2 separate regions of the Mus musculus genome follow, and region 1 is linked to region 2. The links are chromatin contacts, called in public promoter capture Hi-C maps. All regions are on one chromosome and are shown on one strand. The core of a region is the stretch at or near the end of the contact, and the rest is flanking DNA. Distances in the headings are between cores, read along the strand shown.

The links. Capture Hi-C pulls out chosen DNA fragments and counts their contacts.
Region 1: a contact with region 2 is called in a promoter capture Hi-C map of adipose tissue. The contact joins two enhancer-like sites. A contact is called at or near these places in 3 of 484 Hi-C or Micro-C datasets (embryonic stem cells and trophoblast stem cells), 1 of 115 datasets of contacts at active chromatin or transcription factors (T-cell acute lymphoblastic leukemia) and 4 of 9 other capture datasets (adipose tissue, embryonic stem cells, liver and 1 more).

Annotation. Positions count from the first base shown.
Region 1 is chr9:44,810,405-44,816,975 of GRCm38.p6, forward strand. Kmt2a (lysine (K)-specific methyltransferase 2A) reads right to left here. Exons shown (of 36, transcript NM_001357549.2): 29 at 6,191-6,255; 30 at 4,171-4,341; 31 at 2,583-2,657; 32 at 502-676; 33 at 232-339. Among named protein-coding and RNA genes, the nearest start is that of Ttc36, 11 kb to the left of the region's middle. Within about 2 kb of position 3,552, at least 5 of the 459 cell types and tissues checked have an H3K27ac peak or open chromatin away from gene starts, as enhancers often do. A contact at or near this core is called in adipose tissue, where this site is marked.
Region 2 is chr9:44,687,610-44,694,363 of GRCm38.p6, forward strand. It overlaps Phldb1 (pleckstrin homology like domain, family B, member 1), which reads right to left. Exons shown (of 22, transcript NM_153537.4): 20 at 6,420-6,522; 21 at 1,008-1,093; 22 at 1-89. Among named protein-coding and RNA genes, the nearest start is that of Treh, 18 kb to the left of the region's middle. Within about 2 kb of position 4,557, at least 116 of the 459 cell types and tissues checked have an H3K27ac peak or open chromatin away from gene starts, as enhancers often do. A contact at or near this core is called in adipose tissue, where this site is marked.

The DNA of each region.
Region 1 (6,571 bases), core at 2,302-4,801, 120 kb after region 2:
TGAGATCCCCTTGCTTCTAAGTCCTGAGTGCTGGGATTACAAGTGTGTGGCACCATGCCCAGCTGAAGAGTGGAGCTCTGATGACTAGTAACAAATTTACACATATTAATGACTGTTCCACATCACAGCCTACCAGAAACAGCAGCAGTCTGCTGTATATCACACTAAACCCTTGTTCAGTGCAGAGCTGCCGGAGCGTGAGGTGTCAGGTGACTGGGTAGGATTCCTTACCGTGCGGATTTCAGCTGGACCTCTTCCTCTTCCTCATCGTTAGGGTTGTACTCAGGGGGCTGTCGATGTTTAGAAGCCAGGAAGTTAAACATGTCAAATGCTGACTTCCTGGAGCCAAAAGATTAAGGTTTGTTTTTAGAGCAACGTTCTAATAAAGGAGTAAAGATGGTGCCATTACTACTGAAGATCTCAGAGGGCAAGCAGGACAAGAGCTGTCATTAGATACTAAAGCCAGGACCTCAAATGCTCGTCAGACAAAATGGAACTTGCCTTAGGTGGACCTCAGCCCTGGCTGAGCCGTGAGGGTTCAAGGGGGGTTCGTTGGCCTCTTCTGGTTTGTGGAAACGGAATTTGTAATTCCGACAGTGCTTGGCCCCAGCCAGCTGCTCAATCAGAAACACAACGGCATCATGGAGAATCCCCAGCATCCGCAAACCGTTCACACCTACAGAAGGAGAGGCACCAGGGCAGTAAGCGGTGTAGCCGACAGGAAGCTGCACAGCATCAACAAATGGTTGTTAGAGGGTAGCAGCCAGAGGCTACCCGGGCTCAGGGACAACAGACATTGAGAAGTTAGCCTTAGAATGCTAGTGAAATAATGGCGGACCCATCTGTCAGTACGGATGAATGGTTACCATAAACTGCTCTTGCCAAGCTCTGGCCTGTCCCCTGTGTGCTGAGTGTATAGAAGTACCATGTGCCACTTCATTTTATGTTCATAATGGCCACCCAATGTAAGAATCACAAGGTTCTTTTTTTTTTTTTTTTTTTGTAAGATTGAACAAGAGCCTTGTATATACTAGGTAAGCGCTCTGAGAACTCAATACGCCTCACCTTCACAATGGTATAAGCATTCAAATTTTCTCTTTATGAGAACATTTCTATCGTGAGAATTTTGGTTCTTTAAAAAACAAAAAGTTATGTGAATGTTTTTGTTTTAACCCCAGGTGTGAGATATGGGGCTGCTTCAGTGTGTTCATAGCTCTACGAGGGGCATGATCTTTGCCAGCTGCGGATAGTTTACGTATGGAATTCTGGGGACTCTGGAGAGGAGATAAATCCTAGAGCCCCTAGAAGGGTGCGAGGTGCTCAGAAGAGGCGGGCAAATGCTGCTTCCCTGATGCTTCTGGTTGCTGATGTTGTAGACTGTCAAGTGTTCATGAGCAAAGAGAGAAGACACTGGAGATATCTGGACAGTGTAGACTGGACTTGCCCCAAGAAACTCATTGTCCCTAATCAGCAGGAAGAAGCTTGAACAGGTCTGCTCCCCCTTCCCCTCTAACCTTCTTTCTCTTCTAGCTGGTGTCCGAGGATCAGAAGGAGATTAGGGTGGAATAGGGTTAGAAGGAAGGCAGACATGCACATTTGTATAAATGTTTGGGGATGGATATTTAAAAGGCATTTTTCTTTTCTTTTTTTTTTTTTTTTTTTTGGTTTTTCGAGATAGGGTTTCTCTGTGTAGCCCTGGCTGTCCTGGAACTCACTTTGTAGATCAGGCTGGCCTCGAACTCAGAAATCTGCCTGCCTCTGCCTCCCAAGTGCTGGGATTAAAGGCGTGCGCCCGGCACCACGCCCGGCAAAGGCATTTTAAAGAAACAAGACACTGTAGTTGAGGTTCTGTAAGCACTGTCAGGATACTTCCTGCAGTTGCAAACACTCATGTTCTACACATCGTTATTAAGTATATGATATTTCAACTAAAATATGACTTCTTAGGGCCTCTGAATATGGCTGTGTGGAATACTTGCCTAATATGTCTGACATCTTAGGTTCAATCCCCAGTATTGCAAAAAAAAATTCAGGTATTATTATTATTATATTATTATTAGATACAGAATGAAGGTGTCTATTGTGAATCAGCTCTCTGTTTTAAGGTTGTGCTTCTGCTAGGATCATATACAATGTCAACAAACATGAAGTTTATGTCTGTGGCACACAGAAATAAATCCTACTACCGTGGTGCTAGGGAGCCTCACTCTCGGGAGCTGAGCATGAGCACGGAGCCCCATGCCCTAGTGTAGGAAGGACTGAAAGCACAGGCTGAAAGAAGACAGCCACAGATCAAGATTCACTTATGTGAACAATCCAGACTAGGCAGATCCACAGGCACCAGGGTCAGGCATGAGCTTAGGTCAGAAGATAGTAACACACATCTATGGACAGATATACTAAAAACCACTGAACTGAATGTAAATGGGTAAACTGGATGGTGTATGAGTTACATCCTTAAGCCCTGAATTATTTATTTAGATAGTTTGTTTATTTTTTTAAATTCAATTCTGCGGCTTACACTAACAAGCTGCCAGAATATTTGGAGGTTGTAGCAAGATAACAGCAGCATCAGCCGTTACCTGCAAATGAGAGCTGCTTCAGGCGGGCATTTGATCGTGCCTCCTGGACTTTATCTGTCAGTGACTTCCAGGCATCTGAAAGGAAACAGGAGAAAACTGTAAGTGGGAGAGAATTTGTGCCATCACGTCTTACTGGCATCAGCACAGTCCCTGGTGCAGAGAATCATTCTGCAGCTGACGTCAGTGCCTGGCTACCTTCAGTCAATCTGGTATGTGAGAAGCGTCCAGGCAAATTGTTCAGCAGGCTTCTTTTTACCATGGGCCAGAGCAGCAACGATACTCATACTTCCTGAATCCCTAGGATACCCATGTCCCTTGATGAATCACCATTCCTAACCTTAAAATTAATATGAAGCAGAAGCCCATGGATCCCTGTGAGTTTGAAGTCAGTCTGATCTCCAGTGAGTTCCAGGCCAGTGAAGGTACACAGTGAGACCCCGTCTCAACAACAACAACAGTTAATATATAGAAGGACAGGGATCATTATGATCCCTTTTTCTTTCATTTTTAATAGAGACAAGGTTTCATACTCTAGTCCGGGCTAGACTGGAATTCACTGTGTCGCCCAAACTGGTCTTGAATGTGTGGCAATCTTCTTGGCTCTGCTTCCGGAGCGGTGGGATTGCAGGGCGCTTCAGCATGCCCAGTTCACACCCAGCCTTACTAAATCTTCATACGTGTTTGTCTATGTATTTTTTTAGGATGCACACATCCTTTGTTTTGTTTTGTTTTGTTTTTTAGAGAGAGGGTTTTGAGACAGGAAAGCCCTGCTTCTCCTGGAACTTTCTATACACTAAGCTGGTCTCAAACTCAGAGAGACCTGCCTTGCCCCTGCAAGTGCTAGGATTAAAGGCATGTGACACCACCACCCAGCTTAGGCCACATCCAGGTCCAAGTTCTATCTCTACTCATATCTACGTCGTTACCATGTCCGTCTACCCTTCCTTCCTTCCTTTTCCCACGGAGCTTCCTTATTATGTCAAAGGTCTCATCGGCTGTCACTATAGACTCTCTTGCCAACTTGTGCCCAATTCACCTCCCAACTTTTCTTTCACTGTTCAAAGTCATTTTCTATCCAATACTACTGAAAACCAAAGTTTTTCTAACTTTGTTCCATTTCATTCTCTTTGTGAAAAGCTCCCTGCATTCCTCTCTGGCTAAACCAAATTCCAGATCCCCCTTTAAATGGCTGTTGTTTGGTCCTCTTCCCAGGTTTCGGATAGCCCCAACTCACCCACTGAACTCACAGCCTTTCCTGAGAGCTCAGGCCTACATGGCTGCAACTAGACCATAACATTTGCACAGAGAGCTTCCCTGCTGTACGAGGCAGACGAGGTGGAGCTGGCAGTCATCGAGCAGACAGCCAGGAGCACTGCAGAAAGCATGTGGGAGAATCCACAGAAGAGAGATGGCACCGCAGGAGGTACCGAGAAGAGCTGAGAGAGCAGCTCTCAGTGTGTACCACACAACCTGCAGCTCTTAGCACTTGTCAAGAATGATCGTGGTTCTTCAACAAGGCAAGCTTTTCCTGAGCACAGGAGGAACCGCAGCAGGGCCTGATGGAAGGCTGACCTAACAAGCCACTCACCTTCAATACTTTCCGCACAGATCTGAAAGCCATCATCACTTGAAATTTCAAAAACGAGTCCTTTCTTGGGCTTCCTCTCAGTAATGCTTTCTTTCCTCTTTTGTTCTTGCTGGAGCCAGAGCATCAGAGGAGAGCTGAAACCACTCTCTTCTTCTTCCATTGCTTTAGGTTCTACAATGGAAAAAAGGTTTTGCTAAAGCCAGTGTGCACCAAGTGCTATGTGCAGAATGATCTACACCAGCAGTTCTCAACCTGTGGGTCCCAAAGGACCCTTTCACAGGGCTCTCAAGACCACTGCAAAAACACAGATATGTGCATTACTATTCACAACAGTAGCAAAACTACCGCTATGACCACAGCCATGAAGGTCACAACACTAGGAAGGTTGGGAAAGACTTGCTCTACAAGCACCACCTCCATTTGTAAGAACATGCTGTATCCAGTGCTATCCCAATTCACCAGTAAGACCACTGAGGCTCAAGAACTTGCCCTGGGTACTAAAATGGTGTGTGTGTGTCTCTGTGTGTGTGCGCGCGCGTGCACTGGTGCATTTAATAGACTTCGTTTTTGTAGCAGAGCTTCTGGTATGACAATGTGGTCATTTTTCCATACATAACTACTCCTAATAGGAGCCAAACCAAAGCAAACACAAATCCCCTTCCCTATGTGTGAAGCTTGATTATGCCTCAGATACTCTTCTAGAACTTCACCCACAGTATCTCATGGAATCCTAACAACTACTAAGGTAGGTGTTATTATTGACTCTTTTTGCGATAATGGCTCAGCCCGTAGCCAGCATGGCTTGCTGTGAAGGCTATGCTGCCTGTCTCTGCTTCCCAAGTACTGCAGCTATACCAAGCCCAGCTGGACTCCCTTTTAAAGGTAAGAGAACCGAGCCAGGTATGGTGATGCCTGCCTGTAACCCTACTATTCTGAGGCCGAGGGAGGATGGTCACTGCTAGCCTGGGCTACCCTAAAGTTCTAGGTCAACGAGGACAAGACAGTGAGACCTCATTCAAAGCAATGAGTGAGTGAATAAATACGTGAACAAAACATGGGGAAACTGAAGCAGGCCAAGTAAAAGCCATGTTTACCCACACAGCAAAGTAAACATGAGGTTTGAACCTAACTGATTCTGGAGACTACTCAGCTACCATGCCTGCCTGCAATGAGGCCTTGGGCTTGAGGAACTGGCCAGGCAGCAGGGTACAGTAACAGCCCAAATCCCAAGCCTAAGCCTTTCTCTTCTGGGAAGTCATGTTTGAAGATCATTTATTTAGTCAATCTGTTTGCTTTCCTAAGACAAGAGCTCATTCTGAGGTCAAGGTTGGCTTGGACTTTACTATGTAGTATAGCCCAGGTTGGCTTCAAACTCGTGCCAACCTTCTTGCCTCTGTCTCCTGAGCCACGTGCTCAGGTTCTGTGGGTACTATACTAATTGTAAAGTGGCCAAACTACACCAGGCCACACATGCAGAGCTGTGGGTGCATGTGGGTCTAGAATCAAATCCCAAACACCTAAGAGAGTGCTACGGTTTCCAGAAGGGAATTTACCCCGAGGTGCCATCAGATATAAGAAACACCTCCAAAGACAACTAAATGTTATCACCAGCTACCTAAAATGTCACAGTCCTTAAATTTAGTTTAGCAAGAAGATCTGACCTTGACAATGACACACACACAACTGAAGACCGCTGGGACCCTATGACTGCACATCACAGCTCAGCTCTTGAGACTGAGTCTGCTTTTCTCCCATCTAGACTATCAGGAGTTAATGCAGGCGATTCTCTGTGGTTTAGGCTGTGGTGTAGCACAGTATGCCCTCGAGCCTACTATGTCATGTAGCACAGGCTGCCCTCAAGCCACTATGCAACTCAGTCTCACCTTGAACTCGCAATTCTGTCTTAGCTTTCCAAGTGCTGGGGTTACAAGTGTGCACCGCCATGCTCAGCGCACATGATTTTTACATAGTTCTTCTGGCTTTAGAGTTCTCTACTATAACCTATTAATCAACCACATACCTGCATTTTCTTGCTCATTGGCTGGATTCTGTGTTGCCTGGACCTCTGGAAGAGCAGCCACTGGTCTGAATGAAAATACAACCAGACGTGAGAGGCAAGGCCAGCTGTTTTTCAACTCGAAGATAAAAACAACTGTTCATAATCTGCCATATACCCCATCAGTTATTTAAAACAACTACCAAGAACATAAGCATAAAGCACTTTAAAGTTTGTTATTTATTATTGGGGTGTATGTATGCCCAGGTGTTGAACAGTTCCTTCCACTGTGAGATTCAGGAATCAGCGGATTTTTAAATGTTTAGTGTGTGTAGGTGTCCTGTGACTGTGTGGGTGCCCACAGCAGCTGGGGATGCACTAGATCCGAGCACGGATCGTTAGATC
Region 2 (6,754 bases), core at 3,307-5,806:
CAGATGCGCATGGCCTCTGCAGACGGGGCCACCATGTAGTACAACCGGTCATGGGTCTTCACACAGAAGGTGAGGGCCGGATTCGGACTCTGGAAGGCAAGACAGGAAGTGCTAAGATGAGACTCCATGCCTAGAACGTTCTGTTCACTCATCTGCACTTTCTCCTCAAAGTCCCCAGGTAGCCCTGAATTTAAGGCCGAGTCTCAAACAGGCCAGACCCCGGTCCCCAAGAGTCCATAGGTTTGCATTCTAACACACGGCAGTACTAGGCTCTCTAAACCCTCACAACCCCAAGAGGGGGATACCTCTCAGTTCCAACAGGGGCATACCTCAGTTCCAAAGTTAATACAAAAGAATCTGTCACAAGGGCTGTCCCAATGAGAACCAGATTCTCCTCTAAGCCAAAAGGAGGCAGAAGAAGGCTTTCAGTAGGATGGTGGGCCAGACCCCAGAGGGCATAGGTCAGGGTTAGGTGAGGTCTAAGGGCTGGCAAGAGAGGGCAATTTGCGTATGGCGAGCTGGCTCAGCCTCCAAGGTCACCTTCTATCAATCGCCCCTCTCCAATCAAGTGTCTGCACTTCCCCGCAGCCGCCCCGTAGCTCCCATCTGTACTGTCCCTGCCCTGGGGGCTACACCAGCTGTCCTAGCCAGAGAGGAAGGCAACAAGTGCGCTTCTTTCAACAGGCACTTCTTGCTCTTCTCGCTGGCCTGGAACAAGTTAGAGGGATGGAGGGAGTCAGCGGTCAGGGGCCAAAAGGCACAGGAACTGTTAATATGAGGAGCTCTGGTTACTGGCATGTGGGGTTGGGGGTACCTTAGTCACCATGGTGAAGTGGAAAAACCTTTTCTGGGAGGGGAGGAGGAAGAAAGGAAGAGACAAACGGTAAAGAGAGGGAGTGTGAAGCAGAGCCGGAGTCGGGGCAGAGGACGGGCTCGAAGCCTCTGTGCTCACGACACCCCTGCCTGGTGGTATTCCTGCAGCCACACTCTGGTCCTCCCTGCCTCACCTTGGCTGCGCTGCGCAGGTGGTCATAGTACACTTCCTCGATGGCCTGGAAATAGATGACCCCCTTCAGCTTCGTCTCATGTTTGTCTGCAAAGAAAGGAGGGGAGGGATGGGCTGAGCCGGACCCAGCATCCCAGCATGGCGGCGTCTGAGTCAGAGCTCACGTCCTCATCTGGGGAATGGCTTACAGGACTCCAAGTCTAAAGGGGAGCCTGACGGCAGGGATGATTCGAATCACAACTCTGCTGAGATGTGATCGACCACCGTAAGACAGAATCGCTAGAACCATGACAGCTGGGCGCAGAGCTAGTGAGGCTCACACGGATAACCTGACCTCATTGATTAAAACAGGCACCTGGGAGCTGGAGAGATGGCTCAGTGGCTAAGAGCACAGACTGCTCTTCCAGAGGTTCTGAGTTCAAATCCCAGCTGAAGACAGCTATAGTGTACTCACATATATAAAATAAATAAATCTTAAAAAAAAAAAAAGTAGGCACCTGGCATCCTAGCAGTTTGCTAAGACAAAGGCAGGATGGTTTTGAGCTCCTGGCCTGCCTAAATGACATATTACATATCTCTAAAATAAATACATTTTAACATAAATACAAATAATAAATAGATTAGAAAGACTTTGATCTCAGCACTCAGGAGGCAGAGGCAGGTAGCTTGACTAGCCTGGTCTACCTAGTAAGTTCCAGGTCAGACAGAGCTACATACTGAGACCTTGTGTCAAGAAACAAGCGAACAACAGAAATCATTTATCCGACTTACATAAAGGAACAGATTTACAACGGTTGCCACAGCTTTGTGTAGGCAACACTAATATCCCTCAAGCAGAGATGAGTTAATAAATTAGTGCCACACAATGGAATATTACATGGTTGCTGTTATGTAAGATGATACAGAATGTGTGTATGTGGTATGTATGTGTATGTGTGAGGATGTGCACGCCCACACATGTGCATACACACACTCAAGAGGCTGGGAGAGGGTGTCACTCTCTACCATATTCTCTTGAGATAGGGTCTCTCGTCGACCCCAGGCTAGGTTGGTTCCCAGCAATCCCCAGCACTCCCCATCTCCCTCTGTCACAGCGCTGGGGCAGCAGGGATGTACCAGGCCTAAGGAGTCCTGTGACCTGCACTCAGATCCTCATGTCTGACCCTCGGGTGCTCTTTTAGCCACTAAGCCATTGCTCCAGCCCCAAGAAACAACCGACAGGCGTAGAGGCGTGGGGGTGACTCTATAAAATGCACCAATGTCCGTATACATTCATAGATGTCCTGGAAACAGAAAGACTGCTAAGATACCTAAGAGGCAACCAGGAGAATGTGTTAGCTGCCACTGGGGATACGAACGTTGTTCATCTGAGTGTGTGCACATCAATAAACCTAGTGTTTTAGGATAAGGAGTTCAAGACCAGTTCTGACTACACAGTGAGCTTTAGGCCAATGTGGGATACAAGAAACAGTGTCTCACTTAAAAAAAAAAAAGTTAGCCTCGCATGGTGGCACATGCCTTTAATCCCAGCACTCGGGAGGCAGAGACAGGCGGATTTCTGAGTTCGAGGCCAGCCTGGTCTACAGAGTGAGTTCCAAGACAGCCAGAGCTATACAGAGAAACCCTGTCTCGAAAAACAAAACAACAACAACAACAAAAAAAACCAAACAAAACAAAACAAAATTTATGTTACCTGTGCTTGGTGGTGACTTATTTCTCAAAGTAAACTTTTTATGTTTTGATTTTGAACTATACAGATATGAATCTCGTGTTATTCAAGAAAATAAGGAAGGCAGGAGTAAAACTCAGTTGGCTGCTTGCTTGCCTAGCACACATGAAGCCCTGGGCTCCTAACATCACACAACCCCGGCATGGTAGGGCTTGGGGCTGCTCAGCGTTGAAGAGCTCCCACTTCAGACAACTCGAGAACCAGACGGGTGCGTGCACACACACACACACACACACACACACACACACACACACACACACACAATTTCAGAACTTGGGAAGTAGAGGCAGGAAGATCAGCAGTTCACGGGTTACCATTACCATAGCAAATTCAAGGCCAACCTGGGCTATGTGAAAGTCTGTCTCAAAAAGGAAAACCTAAAACAAAACGAAAAACCAAACTAAACAAAACACAGAAGGAAGCAGCCACAGAGCTGGGGATGCATGTAGTGCTAGCTCCGTGGTGGGCGGGGTTTGCCCCACCTCTGAGGGGCGGGGCTAAGAAGAACTGCCGTACACTGATTCCTACTGGGCTCTTTAGGCCATTCTACTCCCTTCATGTGAACAGCATAGAGCATATACATTGCACACAACATTCAAGGTCAGGGAGGAGGGGAAGGGAATGGGAGGGGGAGAGGGAGGGGGAGGGGAGCCGTCAGAGCAGAGGTGAACACTGGGTGTGGAGGAAGGGAAACAGGCCACTACAAACACCGATCACATGGTACAACTGCCACCCTCAGCCACCAGCTCCAGGAGAGGATGATACTAACCACTGAATTCAGAAGTGACAGCTACCAGTAAGCTCCTCTCATGGGTCCCTCTCCACTCCCCACACTCCGGGTTACTTCAGGCCCAGTTCCCTCCTCCCTCCGGCCTCCTGAAGGTCCTGTCCTAGCCTCTAGCCCTGCCTCTCACCTGACCTGGTGTTGAGGAATGGGTTTTAAAACCTTCTCTGATGGTTCCTCTTTGGGGAACCAGCTGCCTGTGTGTGCCTGGCTCACACTGCCGCCAACACATCCTTGCCTCGCAGCCTCCCCCACACTGAATTAGGTGGAGTCTCTTGAGATTCTCACTGTCCCCTTAGCAACCCAGCTCTTCACACCCCAGGGCCATCTCCCTCCTGTCCACAAACTCCTAACCAAGATCCACTGCGGGCCACTGCAACAGACACCACAGATTCTCAGCACAGAGCTTGCAACACTCAATGTGAACCTCTGTCATCCACACCTATATCCTCCTCCAACGGCAACAGCTATGTGCCAGGCACAGAACAGGCGCTCGCTTGCTCGTGGCAGGATGACTGAGTCCTAGGAACTGACACCTGCAAAGGGATCCTAGGCTCTTGTGCTAGGAAGTTACAACGTGGCGAGGAGGTACAGGCACACAGCCTAGTTGCTTGCCAGCGTGGCTTGGAGCTCAGGAGTACTCTGCCACATCTGAGGGAAGGAAGAGGTGTGAAAAGCAAGAGCCCATTCAGAGCACCCAGCATAGTCTGGCACGGAACTCGGCATCTGTCACTACAGCATTACACTCCGGGCTGATGTCACACAGCAAGGCAGGGATGACTGCCGGAGTGCTGAGGAGGGTGGGAACGGTTCCAGGTAAGGTGAGCGCCTGGAGGGGTTTACCCACGCTAATCTAATGTGCTTTCCTGTTGTAGGAAGGAGGAGGGCGCGGGTCCAACCGGCAAGCCACACCCAGGTCCTGGTGTAGCCCTAAACCCATCTCAGCATTTCCTCCTGGCCATCCTCCAGTGGTATTGTGCTCTGCCCCCCTTCTTCTTTCCCTGGAAATAGTAACAGGGAAACAGCAACCTTCGTACACTCTGTCCCGCCCACCTATCCTTGGTCTTGTGCAATCTGACTTCTGCCTGCTTGCATGGTGGAAACCCTTCTCTCCACAAATCTCAGACCCGGAGTCAAATGGCCTTTGGGCCACATCCTGCTTGACCCTCTGGTGGTATCTATCATGGCTGGTGACACCTTGGGCTTACAAATGTCTGTTCCCTTGGCTGGCTTCCTTCTGTTTCCGCTCCTCGTCTAAACGTGGTCTCCTTTGTTTCACAGGCATGAACCAAGATTGCCTTTGCCAAGCGCCAGCCCAGCACCTGGCGCACAGTCAGAGCCAGCTTCCTGCTTCCTTTTCTGCCTCTGCTGCTTTCTATCCTGCCTCTTCTCCACTCGTGGCTGCTCCTCCCCTCTCCTCGGCCTTGTCCTTGCTGAGAGACTGTGGGCAAAGGCTTTCTGAGCCCTGTTAAACTCGTTATACGTAACGGAGGTGTCAATATAGCGCTTTTGGCAAAAATTAGATGAGCCGATGCATCCAGAGTACCAACCGTTCAAGTGTCTGATGGACAGGCCCTGAATTTCCTATAATTATTACGCCAAGACTTTCAACTAGGGTCTGCCTCCCAGCCTAACCTTTTCCCTGGACCTAGCTAGACGCATCTCAGCCCCAGTGTGTCTGAAGTGGCTCTGCTTCTCAGGCTGACAACGTCCCTCTAGCTACACTCAGGCTTGTGTCTCTCCACATCCAGGACCCATGTCGACTGGGGAAGGCTTCTCCTTTTTTTTTTTTTTTTTTTTTGAGACAGGGTTTCTCTGTGTAGTCCTGGCTGTCCTGGAACTCACTCTGTAGACCAGGCTGGCCTCAAACTTACAGAAATCCACCTGCCTCTGCCTCCCAAGTGCTGGGATTAAAGGCATGCACCACCACACCCGGCTGGGGAAGGCTTCTTAAAAGGGCAGAAAGTCAAGAGGTGCAAGCAAGGCCCTGGGCCTGGGCATTCATGACCTGGAAGCCCTCCCCTTTCCAGGCTCTTGGTAGGTAGGGCTGTTTTCCCCAGCTTTGCAGGTGGCGGGGCTGAGTGACTGGTAGGCAAATGTGTCACACATTACCTCCCCGCTGAGACTCTTAATGTCAAAGCAAAGCGCCTCAGAACTCTCTTGGCTCTGCCAACACGCCCAGTAACGTTCCAGAAAGTCGCACTGTGCCTCAGAGACAGCCAACCCGCAGTGCACAGCGAGTTCATGTGGTGCATATGGAGGACTGCCGATCACTGCACCGTTGAGCCTTGGCTGATTAGAGGGCCACCCAGAACCTCGGGATCTAATGGGAAAGGCTGAAGGTATTCCGGGACAGGAGTCTACGCCAGAGACTGGATGAAGAAGAGCATCGTAAATAAGTTTCCTGGTTCCTGGACTGTCCCGAGAGTCCCTGAAACTGCTCAAGCGATTACCTCGAGGTCTCTGAGGGAGACTAAGGGGCAGTCCGAAGCCCAGCATCAGGGTATCTCCTGTCAGCAAACTCACTCACTGTATTTACTTTAACTCTCTGCTTAGCATCCAACTTCCTGACCATATGCACCAAGGGAGAAGGCATGACCACTTAGTTGTCTCTAGAGTCTAAAACAGGAACTGGAGTTTATGAGATACTCAACACCACCACAGAATGAATGAATGAATGAATGAATGATCGAACAAATGAATGAATGAATGAATGAAGAACAAACCAATGCGAATCGGGTGCACTCTGTACATTTTCAGGCGTGGGAAGCCAAAGCCCATTAGAGCCTCTGGCCCTCTACTTGGAAGCTTGGCTTCCTTCTAGCAGACCAGACAATCCAGCTGTTGGAACCCAGGAGCCCCCTCCCTGACAGGCTCAAGGGCAGCCTGTGGGAACTCACCCACGTAATAGGAAAGGGTGCGCTTCAGCCGATCAAAGACAAACCAGCGCTTCTTCCACGATTTAATCTTGCCACCCATCTTGATCAGGTAGCCACGGCACACCTGGTGGGGAGCAACGGCAAAGAAGTAAGTGAACATGGAGCTCTGAGCTTGTCTCCTTTAGCCACCCGCCTGTGTCTGCATTTCCAGAGGCTATCCCTGGCTAGCACTGAAAAGTACTGAGACAGTACTGACAATGTTGGGACAGACTGAGGCCATCCCAAGGTCCCCGGGGGTGCTTCTGAATAGGATCTGACTATGAGTAATGCCCCCCACCCTCACCCCAAGCCACATA